2 separate regions of the Triticum aestivum genome follow, and region 1 is linked to region 2. The links are chromatin contacts, called in public Hi-C maps. All regions are on one chromosome and are shown on one strand. Each heading gives the region's core, a stretch centred on a gene start, on an enhancer-like site or on the middle of the called end of the contact. The rest is flanking DNA. Distances are from core to core; before and after follow the strand shown.

The links. A called contact is a pair of places that touch in the nucleus more often than the background predicts.
Region 1: a contact with region 2 is called in a Hi-C map of leaf, with 4 times the contacts expected there. The contact joins the enhancer-like site here to the promoter of LOC123132281 in region 2. A contact is called at or near these places in 3 of 5 Hi-C or Micro-C datasets (leaf and an unstated tissue).

The regions. Positions count from the first base shown.
Region 1 is chr6A:99,916,414-99,923,275 of IWGSC CS RefSeq v2.1, forward strand. No RefSeq gene overlaps it. Among protein-coding and RNA genes, the nearest start is that of LOC123132281, 37 kb to the left of the region's middle. Within about 2 kb of position 2,343, at least 2 of the 8 cell types and tissues checked have an H3K27ac peak or open chromatin away from gene starts, as enhancers often do. A contact at or near this core is called in leaf, where this site is marked.
Region 2 is chr6A:99,877,524-99,884,314 of IWGSC CS RefSeq v2.1, forward strand. It overlaps LOC123132281 (VIN3-like protein 2), which reads right to left and starts at 5,088. Exons shown (of 4, transcript XM_044552068.1): 1 at 4,876-5,088; 2 at 2,542-3,226; 3 at 1,733-2,040; 4 at 1-1,654. The coding sequence starts at 4,894. The coding sequence ends at 414.

The sequences.
Region 1 (6,862 bases), core at 1,093-3,592, 36 kb after region 2:
AAATTGCAAAAAAAATCTATTAATCTATTAATAAATGAACTGGTCCAGGGTTTGAAACCAGCACGTGCCTAGCCAATCTACCCGTTCAAATTTAGTGTCAGGAAAGGAATCATACACTTTATAAACATAAAGCTGAACAACGTAAATTAAAAAAATTATTCCAGCAATATAGTGCCACTGCTTTGAACCTGCAACCAGGGGCTATATAGTGGCCGCACGTACTACTATAACCGACGATGTTGAATGGTAAAATGATTAATTTAGGTTTATAACATAATGAGCCCGTGTGGCTAGAATGGACCACAGTGTGGATCAAGTTTCAACGGGCTTGTTCTTTTTCATTTCATTTTTTCAGAAATAAGTTAATTATTATCACGTACAAACAATATACGTATATGTAAAACAAATTATGTTAAAACGTTCATATAATTTCATAGAATACCTACACAGTAATTTAATAGAAATACACATAATAAAATTATGAATTAGAATAAAATTTATAATTTTAATTTTTTTTGTAATTTTAGAAACATTCATATATTAAAAAAATCATATACTTTTAATTTTTCACCTTTTTAATAAACTATTTATGTAGTATATCGTTGTGTTCATCCTTTAACAAAGAAATGTGTTGTTTTAAAAAGTTTATATAGTATATAAGTTTGTGTGTGTTTCTAAAAAAACAAGCCTAGTGTGCCATCAGACTGTGGATCCCTACATGAATAATACCTGAATCATATAAACATTTTAGTCATTCATAAATATTTTCAATTTAATGAATATGTTTTAAAATAACACGTGAATTATTTTTCAAATGGCACGAAGATTTTTGCATTATTTTGAAATTATGTTTGTTATACAGTCATAAAGAGTACTTGTACTTTTGATATATGATAACTCATTGGTTGGAGTGGCATCCGTGCTTGGCCTACAAGCTTTGTTCTGATGTTCAAGTCACAGATTTGGTGTTGTTTTTGCTGGATTATTAAATTCTATTTATTTTGTTTGGCCAAATATTTATAATGGTTACGAATCATTAAATATTAGCAAATGTGAAGTCGTCAAGTGGCTAGCCGCGTGCACTTGACTGGTGCGTCGTTGGTTCAATCCAGCACACCAGTTTTAATTTTTATCTTATAGTTACACTCTCAATTTTTATTTTATAATTTGTCAGTTTCGTCGTGAGGACCTTTTTGGTAAGAAAATAATTCTAGGGGTTTTCCCACAAAAAACAGGCCACACACCCTTGTTAATGACAGTGGGCCCCGTGGCATGCTGGTGTGCCTTCTCAGCTTCGCGGACGTATACAAACGTTATTTGAACCGTATATGCATGTCCATGCCAAGTTATTAAACCAGTTTAATGTATTTTGCAAGTTCAGGCATTAAAATGTACATCCATGATAAGTTCAAGCACCACTGATGTGTTTACCTCGGAGTATAAAAAGAACTCACGGAAATATGTAAAGCAGGAGACTTACTTTAAAAAAATATTAGTGGTACGATCTCACATACACATCTCAGTTGCAGGGTGTAACTTGTACGTGCGCACATGTAGGTGTCTATAGAGCAATATTACAATGTGGCTACCTAGCTGATGCGCACAGTATTTGCCCAGTCTAGATAAAAACAGGCAACAGCGGTGGTACTACGTAGTACTGATTAAGTGGGCCCCGTGATGTATTTTCGTCTACCGGCTAGTACGTCCGTCCGTCCAATGATCCGCCAATTGATGTATTTTTTAGCTGATGATTTTTTCCCCATGAAAGTGCAGGTATTTCTCCAGCATGCATATGCCGGTATAGGCCTACGAGTACTCCATCGACAACCGGCTGGCTACGAGTACGTGACGGAGGGGAGAGGCGTCACCCTCAGCACGTACGATTTTCTTGGGACGCGTCACGTACGATTAATGCACGTCGAGTCGTCGTAAACAGACAATAAAACTGAAAAAGAAATCGGTTGGGCGGCAGATCCTGCATCTACGCCATGCCATGTGTTCAGTTTTTTTTTTGAGGTAAACCATTAAAAATGTGTGGCAAGTCACAATCAAGTGACTCAATATATAAGAAGAAAAAAACTAAAAAGATTTTTCTGGTACGAATCTTCATACAAAATCAAAGGAATAAAACATCGATCGAGACGTAACGATAACTCAGTCGACTGAGATTTAACAAAGCTGAAAATGAAAACATAGCACTCAAGTAAAGTGTGGGTCGAGATAAAGCGCGCGCGACTGCAAAAGAAAAGAAAACACGGAGCGTGCGCGGTAGTATACGAGTCGCAACTCGCAAAGCATGCAGGCACCGGAGACCAGTAGTAGTACGTGACAGGGAGGGCGACGGGTGCACGGCATGGGCATCAACGGGTGGGTCCCGCACCCTTTTCCCCAGCCAATCGTCTTTCCTTGTTGGGATTTTTTTTCTCTGTTTTTTAACATTAGTACAGACACAAAGCGCTTATATACATGCGCATACACTCATTCCTATAAACATACACACGCATACCTTATTTTTATGAGTACCTTCGAAAGACTGAGCCAACATATCATCTTGAGATTTACGAAGTCACCGTAGGCGCCTCGTCGTCGACGGAAACGTTTCCTCCCACTGAATACGCATCATCGAAAATCGTAAAATAAATATAAGAATAAATATGGGCACTAAAATTTAAACCCTGATGGATCGAAGATACCACAGTCCTGGTGGGCTGGTGGGAATTGGGATAGGGGATATAATAAAGATACGATACGATACGTAGCAGGGAGAGCAGAAATAGTCATTGTCGTCTTTCCCGGGACCGGCCGGTCCGATTCGATCCGGCGCTAGCTCCGCCGGAAAAGGGAGCCATCGACCGTCTCTCACTTCTCCTCGCCTAGCCAGCGGCATCTACCCGGCGCGGCGCGACTAGGTCAAGTGGCGCGCGCGACTTGCATGCGTCCCATGCATGCCCCGATGCGATGCGGCCTTTCCCGCCGGACGCGCGTGTCGATCGGTTGGAGGCGCAGCGGGCCAGGCAACGCAGGCCACCCCTACCTCCCGCCTATATTTTCGAGCACTTCCCACATCCGAGCCAACTAAGCAGGAGTATATGTATTGTGTTTATTGCCACACAATATAATGAGATAGTGTAAGCTCGGCACATTTCTATATATACTAACATATCGTGATCTTGGCATGATCCATACACACGGATGATCGAAACAAAGAGTATCTGCTGACCAATCCGTGGTTGGATGGTTAGAGGGACGGTGATATCCACAACCCATCAGGATTCAAGTTCTGATGCTCGCATTATTTCTGAATTTATTTCAGGATTTCCGGCGATGCGCTTTCAGTGGAAGGAGACGTTCCCGTCGACGACGAGGCCCCTACGGTGACTTCGTAAATTTCACGATGACATGCCGGCTCAGTCTCTCGAAGGTGCTCATAGAGGTAGGGTGTGCGCGTGTGTGTTCATAGGGGTGAGTGTATGCGCATATGTTGAGCGCTTGCGTTTGTACCGATGTTCAAAAAAAACAAAGAATACCTTTTTTTCTTCTAAAAGGGTCAGATTTATTTTAAAAGATTCACTGGAAGTACAAAACATCTCAAATATAATAAAACGTTGCATCAAGATTTTCAGACCACCAAACAACCAATACTGTCGTCAGACGAGCCGCCGCCACTCCCCTACCGGAGCTGCACCTTGCCGATGACAACCGATAAATCTTTATGCACGTGCCTCTAAAGACCAACGCCCTGGATCCGCAATCGCCGTCCTTGAACCCTTGCATAGATCTGAAACATCTGACACCAAATGTTGTCACATGACCAGAAATCTTAACCTCATCGCCCCAAGGACACGACATGAATCTACGCCGGAGTTCCGCCGACAAGGTCCTAACCAACGAACTCAAGTAAGATTGAGACGTCGCCTCCACTCTGGGCCGGCTTCAATGTGGAGCGGCCGCTCCACATAGTCGAGAATGCGGGCAGCTGGCGCCGGGCGGGAATGCGCGCGAGCAAGGGAGGAGGTGGTTTGGGTGGTTCGGGGTAGTCAGAAGCGGTCGAGGGTGTTGTCCGGACGGCCGCACCCCCCATGTTTGTTAGTGATGGTGCACTTGCTGCTAATGTTAGCTGTATTCAGTCTCTAAGTGGTCTACTTGTTGCTGCATCATAACCGACTGACTCATGTGTTGGTTTTGTCTCCGGTTTGTGGGAAAACATGCGTTCAGACCACCCTACGGACCAATACTGGACCGCGTCGAATGGCACAACACGTCCGGACCATGCGGTCCGGACAATTGTGGATGGTTTGATGATCGGCGTTGGAGATGCCCTAAGAAACAATGTAAAATTCAGTGCATGTGACGTTATCAACGTTATCCATCTATCAACATGACATCTCGACAAATATAGTGATGCCAATGCCTATCTAGTGCAAGCGGCATACTCAACCTCGTGTGGTTATCAATACGTAGAGAGCCTCGACATGCTTAGTACCATCAATTATGATTAACTCAACTAACCACAATTTATGTGTGATTTTGCTTTCCCTTGAAGACTCATAGTACCTTAAAATTATAATGTCTAATTTAGCGAGATGGCATCTAAAGAACATGGTGGTTGGCATCTTAGGATGTTGCACACGCATCACATAGGCCAATAGACGAGTCGTTTCGTTTAGCTATATTAACCGAGGTGGGTAGCCTATTTCGAAACATTTGCCACACAAACACCTTCGCTTTGAGAGGGATTCGAGCTTTCCATAGCCCAGTACCTATGTCCAAAGTAGACAAACCCATCTATTTATACCACACCAATGATTGGCCTTTTGCTTTTCCAGCCAAGAAACCAAGTGAAATTCATTGTCTGTGTGTGATGTCATTGACGTAATCCATTTTTCAACATAACATCTCGACAAATATGGTGATGTAAATGCCTATCTAATGCAAGCGGCATACTCAACCTCGTGCAGTTATCCATATGTAGAAAGCCTTGGCACGCTTCGTCCTACCGATTATATCATCTAGCCATGATTTATAATTGTTTTTTGTTTCCCTTTAAGACTCATACCACTCGAAAATTGTCATGCGATTGTGACAGCTCGTGTCCATTGTCAATTCCTTATCATGGATTTAGCTACTCCATGTATAATCGCGGGCGCAAAGCACAATATGAGATAGCCGGAGGGCTTGTGCGCTAATATGCCACGCTAATCATCTGCACCCATCATCGCGAAGCATAATCAAGTCCATGAAGCAGAATCTCACGGTGAACCATCTTGGAGTCATTTGCACCATCTTATGCGCTAATAGCACACTGTAAAATTTAATGGAACCCTCTTGAAGTCATTTGCACCGTCGTGTGGACTACGACAAGGTGATCCGCTATCCCCGTTCTTATTCTTTTTTGTGGCTGATGGATTGTCTGCATTGTTGAAAAATGGAGAGGAAAAAGAGGATTACTCACCGCTGAAAATTTGTCGCAGAGCACCGGGGGTGTCCCATTTGCTTTTCGCGGATGACACTATGTTGTTCTTTAAGGCGCAGGAGGAACAGGTTAAAAAAATTCATGATGTGCTATACACATACGAGAGAGCTACTGGGCAATGCATCAACCCGACAAAGTGCAGCGCACTGTTTGGACCTTCATGCTCGGTGGAAGAACAAGAGAAGGTACGAGCCATCCTATGTATTGGTACAGTAACATTTCAGAAAAAATACCTTGGGCTTCCAACTCCTGAAGGCCGTATGTCACGTGGGAAATTCCAGAATTTGCAGTTTCGGTTAATGAAGCGAATCATTGCATGGGGAGATACCCTCTCTCTCACACGGAAGGAAACCATGATTAAAGCAATTGCTCAAGCCATTCCAACTTATATTATGGGTGTCTTCAAGCTACCTATGTCTGTTTGTGATGACCTGAACAGAATGGTACGGAACTTCTGGTGGGGTTCGGCGAAAGGCAAGAGGAAAACTCACTGGGTGGCATGGCCGAAAATTTTATCCCACAAAACAAAGGGAGGATTGGGGTTCAGAGACTTCCGAATCTTCAACCAAGCTCTGCTTGCTAGACAGGCATGGCGCCTGCTAATTAAGCCTAACAGTTTATGAGCGCAGGTTTTAAAAGCTCGGTATTATCCAGATGGACGCCTGGAAGATACGGTCTTTTCGGGGAACGCCTCCCCGACTTGGCAGGCTATACAACATGGCCTCGACCTTCTGAAGAAGGGTATCATATGGCGTGTGGGGGATGGACAAAATATCCGTATCTAGCGCGATCGTTGGGTGCCAAGAGAACCATCACGCCAACCTATCACACTGCAGGGCACATGTCGGCTGAGGAGAGTGGTCGAACTCCTGGAGGCGGACGGGTCCTGGCATATGGACCTCCTCCGTCGATACTTCCTGCCGGCGGATGTCGCCGCGATATCCAGTATTCACACATCACCTCGTGTCACCGACGACGTCATCGCCTGGGCACCGGAGAAGAACGGTATCTTCACCGTTCGTTCCGCCTACCGGTTTTCCATGGACGAGCGCGAGCGTCCATTGGCCACCGCCACGAGCAGGGCACCGGATGGTTATCGCGCCATCTGGAAGACCATATGGGGGTGCCCTGCTCCTCCGAAGGTACGCATGTTCGCTTGGAGGATTGTGACAAACTCACTAGCTACTTGGGCTAACAAATTTACTCGTCACCTTGAGATATCTGACATATGTCCCGTTTGTGGTGTGGAACGAGAGGATGTGTTCCATACATTCTGTAGGTGCCCCCTAGCGAAGGAACTATGGCATGCTATGGCGCTTGACTGGCACATCCCGAGGGTCAAAGCAATCTACAACTCAGGCCCGGAGTGGCTCTTTACGCTCCTCGAAC
Region 2 (6,791 bases), core at 3,838-6,337:
AAGATTTCATGTTCCATGCTTTTAACCCGACCGACGACTCAGCACAACTCATGTTCCATGCTTTAACCCGACCGACGACTCGCGCAGCTCCTCATGCTACCAAGGTAGCACGAGGCGACGCAACGACTGACGACGACTCGCGCAGCTCATCATGCTACCAAGATAGCATGAGACGACGCAAACAGACTAGAGAGTAGCAGAAGAGATGAAATAAGGTGCCAGGTAACATAAACCTCCTACGGTAACGGCGGACAGACAAGGTTACAACCAACAACACATTGTATATAAGTCAACTACTGCTTCAATGAAATCTCCAATGAAGAATCAATGCAACGATCGATCTGCTACGAAAGAATGGGACAAAGGCACGCACCCTCCCCGGAAAGAGAAGGCAGTGACAGCTTCCGTCGCGCTTAATGCCAGAGGTTCATGCAGAAGCCAGAGGGGACTGAAGGCGGCTTCTTGCTGTAGATCGCCTCCGAGAAGGTGTCGGTCAGCTGGCCGCAGAGGCTTGCAGGATCATTGATGAGGGTGTCCACGTACACGCTGACAATCTTCCGATCATGCGGGGTAGCACGCAAGCTGTACCATGTCAAGAACTTCACCCTGAAGTTGGTCTCAATATAGCCCTCAGTCTCCAGCCACCTCACCACCCTGACACAGTACTCATAAGTTGCTTCGGGGCATCCATCCTTGTGGCCAGCATCCTCGAATTTACCCGATCTTTTGTTTGACGAATTCCCTGGCTCTCTATCAGGCTTTGAGGAGCCATTTTGAAAGATGTTGTCAGAAGGTTTTGTGTTGAAGCTCCTTCCACCAGTCTCCTTACCAGTTTCCATAACTCTTGGTGCAGTGGGTGGCATAGAGCCAACAAATCGAGGAACAAGAGCCAACTCAACTCCAGCAGTTGCATTTGATGCATCCTGTGATATAGGAACTTCGCTCCTTTGGTTTTGCTCCATTGAGTTTGAAGACTCCCTAAGTAAAGCAGCTTGAACTGTTGAATTAGGCTCCTCATCCAAAGCTGACGCTGAGAGCCCAGGAGCTTCCTCCAGTTCAGTCACCTCTGGTACCCTAGCTGCAACTATCTGCATGTTTTGCAAGTTATTGCTAGGCCCGTTGGGATGATGAGGCACTTTGTCTGAATCAAGGATCTCAGGATTTTCACAGTACTCAAAATCACTTTCCGGTGACTTGTTAAGATCAGTGTACACTGTTGCATTATTGTTTGAGTCAACTCCCTCTGAAGAACGATCAGATTGACCACCACTATTTGTCTTTGGGCTCCTGTTATTTTGGTCTACTAATCCAGCACCACCTGGAGCCAAACCCTTCAGATCACTTTCTTTCAGAGAGCTTGTACTTACCCTGGCTTCCCATGGCGCAAACTCACTGGAGTTGCTGAATGCAGTTACCTTGATCACATAGCATGTAGCTGGCTTGAGTTCAGTGACAACAAATGTTTTTGACATTAGATGTACGGTGCCAGTTGGATTTAACGAGTAAAATCCTGTACCATCCACCTGGTGCCATACTTTAAAGCCAGTTACCCCTTGGGAGATGTAAGGACATCGAGCCAAATCAAAAACTACAGTGATAGATGTAGGAGTTATAGGTTCAAACTTTATGAAGCTCGATGGCATCATATTGGATCCTGAAAATGCAAAGATACAAAAAGTTAATATCATCATCTCCATATGTTAGATCTAATGTGAAGGACCTCAAAACTTACGTTCAAATTGTGAGTTAGTAGGAGATTCAACAGGGAACTTAGACTGCATGACATCTAGTGCCTCAGCACAAAGTTTCTGAACTTCAGCACCACAAGTAAGACGACTGACAATTCCACGACCCATACTTCCATGCCCGGCTACAGATCCAACCTCAGCCTCAAGTTTCTGCTTTGCTATGTCAACAAATTTATGCAAGACCGAGTACTTCTCGGTGGAGAAGAGGACCTTATGACCCAGAAAAATCCGGTAACACAATATATCCAGCCGCCGAGCCTCTTTAGCTAACATTAGTTGTTTCTTCCAGGACCTGAACAAGGACATTAAACAGTCATATTATTGCTCAACGAGATAATTTACTAAAAGGACGGACTAGTTATGATTCAAACGTTCAAATAACAGGAAACAGAGCAATGGGCAGTGTAAAATGGATCAGAAATCTTAAGAGTTGCTAATGTAAGGAAAATGGACTGGTAAATTTGATGAATACAAATATATGATAAAAGTACATTGTACTGGGTTGTTTAAGAAGTCACTTACTTCATCAAGCTCTTTTATTATAACTACTTTAGAAGATACTACTAAGGTAATGATTTAACAGGATTCTTGTTAACAGACGTGCAGCAGATGCAAAATCCATTTATCTTAACTGTAAGTCAGCGAAAGCAATGCCGTAATAAACAACTAAGGCAATGAAGCAGTAAGCCTGGAATCCCAGGAAAACAAGCAAAGTAACAATCTAGGTTACTTTTCTTTTTCAATTTAGAACAGAAAACCTGCATGAATAAAAACAATGCCCCAGAATACATACCTGAGCAAATCATGCTGCTTCCGACAGTTAGGGCAGTAATAAGCACCATCAAGTTTCTTGCACTGCCCACTCGGCAGAATGCCAGTTCTTCCATCCTTGAGAGCACACTCAAGATGGCATGATAGCCCGCAAGAATCCTTTTGCATGGGATGATCTGAACTACAGGACAACCATATGGTAGGGTCCTTGTTGTCATCATACTTGAAGCATATGCAGCATGAACAGCGTCTGCAAAATTTATCTTCCATGCTAAGAATCGCTCTGCATGCTATATTCCGGCAGGACCGCACATTATTAATTTGCACGGGTACAACTGCGGTTTGCGGATTGTTGACAGCAATCGGCAGTCGTGATGGATTGTCACTCTTCCTTTGACGTTTCGCAGGGTACTGATGGTTACTTGCGTTGGGATCGAGAGTTGGCTCCTTTTCTTGCACATGCACCACAGGGCCAGATGATTTGCCAGTCACCACCCTGAAGAGATAATCCAGCATTCTCTGCTTAGATAATCCAGTATATTTCCTTTCCCTTCCAAGATCAGCACAAAGAATCTCTACAATATCACGCCGACTCCATGACTGTAGTTTGTCAGGAGCAGTTTGTGGCCTCTTCGATAATTCACGAACAAGATCCTTCTTTTCATCCACACTCATCAATCGGCATTTAGCAGGTTCAATAATAGCTCCTGGAGGAAAGGAAACACAACCATATTAGTATATCACAATCCAGTTAATAAACACTGCAATCAATCTTGTGCACCAGTAGATTTTGAGATGCATAACCAGATATGCTTGCGCATCCAGAAGGTAGAGAAGAATATACCAAACAAACTTTGTAAGCACGCATATTGACAATAATGTATCAGCAATGTACAACTTGAGAACCGAAAATTTCAACTTCATTACAACCCAATATCCCACAGATATGTCAAGAAATAGCATGACAAATGAGAGACGGTAATTTAGATTGCCAGTTGCTACTAACAAGCATAACACATGCAAGAAAAACTCAATTTAAGGCCTCGGAATCTTTACATATGCATTATACCACAGTTAAGTTGGTTTGTACACGACATAACAAGCGCAGTCATGCACAACACTACCGAACCAAAAGCTGCTGGCACTGACTACAAGGCTACACTACATACCCTAAAATATACTCCCTCCGTTCTAAATTACTTGTCTTGGATTTGTCTAGATACGGATGTATGTAGACTCATTTTAGTGCTAGATACATCCGTATCTAGACAAATCTAAGACAACTAATTCGGAACGGAGGGAGTAGTAACTTTCAGGAAGATCTTCCAGTGCTATACTACGTACTCTAAAAACATAGTAACTTTCAGGAAGATCTTGCAATGCTATACAAACTCGAAATGCACCAGACAAAGTTCAACTCTTTTGAGGCCCTTCTGCAACTTTGGGTTAAGACTGGCAATGCCATTCTCTCTACAAAGGTTCAGAACTTGGCACCAGACACAGGCACATTAAGAGGAGACATGTGCATTGTACATACACCACCCAACAAAAATAGCATGAAACCACGAACCAGGGTTGGCACAAGGAAACCATCTACTTGCGCCCATAGACAGCAGCTTGACATGGAACGCGAGAGACTGACACGACTCCTGGATCCTAGTAACAGATTTAATCGTGCTAACCCCTGCCGTCCTTACAAAATCCGCAAAACAGATAAAACCATCCACATGCATGCGAACATAAGCCCCGCTCAACACAGCCGGCGTCCAATGGACGCCCCAGGAACCGAATCGCCGGCCAAAAGACCGAGGCTTTCCCCTCGAAACCAGACATCGACACGTAAATCCCTCGGGAAAACGACGTAAAGCCAAGGAGCCACTGTTCCCGGCGGACTCCCGCGGACGCAAGGAGCGCAATGCGCGCAGCCGTCGCCGCATGCAACGCCGAATCTGGCGCCACCGGCGGTAAAAAATCTCCCGCGACCCCATGCCCTGCCCCGCCGTACCGCCCACCAACCACCACCGGTACAGCCACGCACGCATCAACGACTAGTACTACCACCGGCTACCGATCGAATTCACCGCGCTGCACCGCCGCTAACCGACGGGACGCGTCGCCCGGACGAATCCTCCGGCGAAGACGGCCAAATCTCGGGCGCAGACCCCGCGCCTGCCGCCGGGAAACGCGCGGGCCGGCCAGGAGGACCCCGTCCCCGCCGGCCGGGCGGCAGATTCGGCGCGCGGACGGACAGATCGAGCGGCGCGGCATTAGGCCGGCCGGCCGGCGCCGCGCATCGACGGGCCCGCGGCCAGATGGCAGAGACGGACAGGGAGAGGGAGACGGCGGCGGCGCTGACCTGCGTAGGGAGGATCCATGGCCGGAGAGAGGGAGGGAGAGGGGGATCTCTCGCTCCTCCTCCTCCGCCTCTTGGCTTCACGTGGACTCAGCCCTCCTCTCCTCTCTCCTCCTCTGCTGCTACCCTCCCCCTCTCTCTCTCTCTCCTCCTCTGCGTCTCGCTCTTTCTCTCTCTACCCCCGCCCCGTATGTAGTACGAGCACGCGAGGTTAGCTCCCAGCCGCACGGATACCAAAGCCTGCGGGCGCCGCTTTTGCGTCCCACCCCCCGCCTTCCCGCGTATTCGCCGGCGGCTCCCTCCCGGCTTTCCGTATCCGGGACGGCAGGCCCGTGTGATCGCGCGGGGGTCAACACGGAGCAGTTAAGCGTTAGCTGGTTTTGGGTAGGCAGGGTTAAACAACCGCGGCTTGTGTGTTTTCACACTTTGGACGTAGACATGGAAAATAGGGCAATCTATGGCTATTCTCACACCAAATAATAAGATTGTGTAACCTTCCTTCCACATGCACAAAAGGCATGAGAGATTGTGCATAGTCATTGTGTGTTACTCATCTAACCTCGGTGTGTGTCTATACTATGATATGTCAGTTGAATGAAAAAAAAATGATGCATGAATTATTGATTGTATCAACATATATATGCCAATGATAGTTGCATTGCATACATATACAAAATACATAGAGAGAAAACAAATATAATGTACGAGTTCATATGTTTGAAAGAGAAGGATTTATATATTTTTTTCACATCGCACTATCGTCATCGTTAGTTTCGGATAAACGACTTCGTTATCCTATAGGTTGTTTGGCACCGATGACTTCCTGACCGTGTCAGTGTACAAGATTCGCTCGAATCTCGCGATCGGAAGGTTGCCAGAGTGGTTACGGCGGCGCGTCATCGGCCCAACGAGAAGGATTGGGGTGCGAGACTCCCTAGGGACCTGTTATAATATCCTTATTTTTCAGGGTTGGCTTGTACTGCTGATCCGCGGCTAATAGATCTGAGTATATTTGGATAATTGCATCCAGTTGTATTGCATTAATACTCTTCCGCCTTTCCAGCTAAGATACAGCGAATATGCCGTGTGCGGTGTCGTCGACGTGGTCCGTCTGTCGACACGTCGTCTCGACCAATAAGGTGATGACACATGTTATCCGGCCGCGTGCAGCCAATGGCATAGTTGTGCCCTCGCCAGCTGGCCCTAGGAACCTTTTTTACCCTTACCTACATAGATCAAGTATTGGGCAAGGGGTTAAGCCCAGCACAGCCCAATCACAAGATGGCCCAATTCCTTCCAAGCGTTTGGAACTCCCGACCTAGATTGGCGCGACCTTCATACAAACCAGAGTGCATTCATTAAAAAAAGGGGTCGGGCCTAAACCTAGCGTTCGACGGTGCCCGTCTCCAAGTCCTTGTTGTTCCCTTCCGGCAACCGCGACCGACATTTGCCGTCTCCATGAGCGGCGGGGATAAGACCCGCGAAGTGAAGGTGCGGTCACCGGTGAGGAAGAGCAGAACATGAGAGACGAACCGACCCACTTGGGACTCGAGGCCCACCACCTCCCATGCCTTACTCATCTTTGTTAGAGACCACGACCTATCCGTCACCGGTGGACGTTAGATCGATGATGGACGTGGACATGTCGCCATTGTCCTCTTGCCACATGCGCGCCGAAAGATCGGTGGCGGTGTGTAGGACACACAGCTAGTGGCGTTCCTCATCCTTGATCGCCTGTGCCGCCAGCGTCGCCTTCGCATCCCGCTACACCGGCTCTATGTTGCAAGAGGTTGCTTGAGCACGCACGACCTCGTAGAGCGCCCGTTTCTCGGCCACGAAATTGGGGTTCACCACGGCCATGGCTGCCACGGCCTCCTTACTCGCACGCTCACCGTAGATTTGGCCCTACGCCAGCCGGT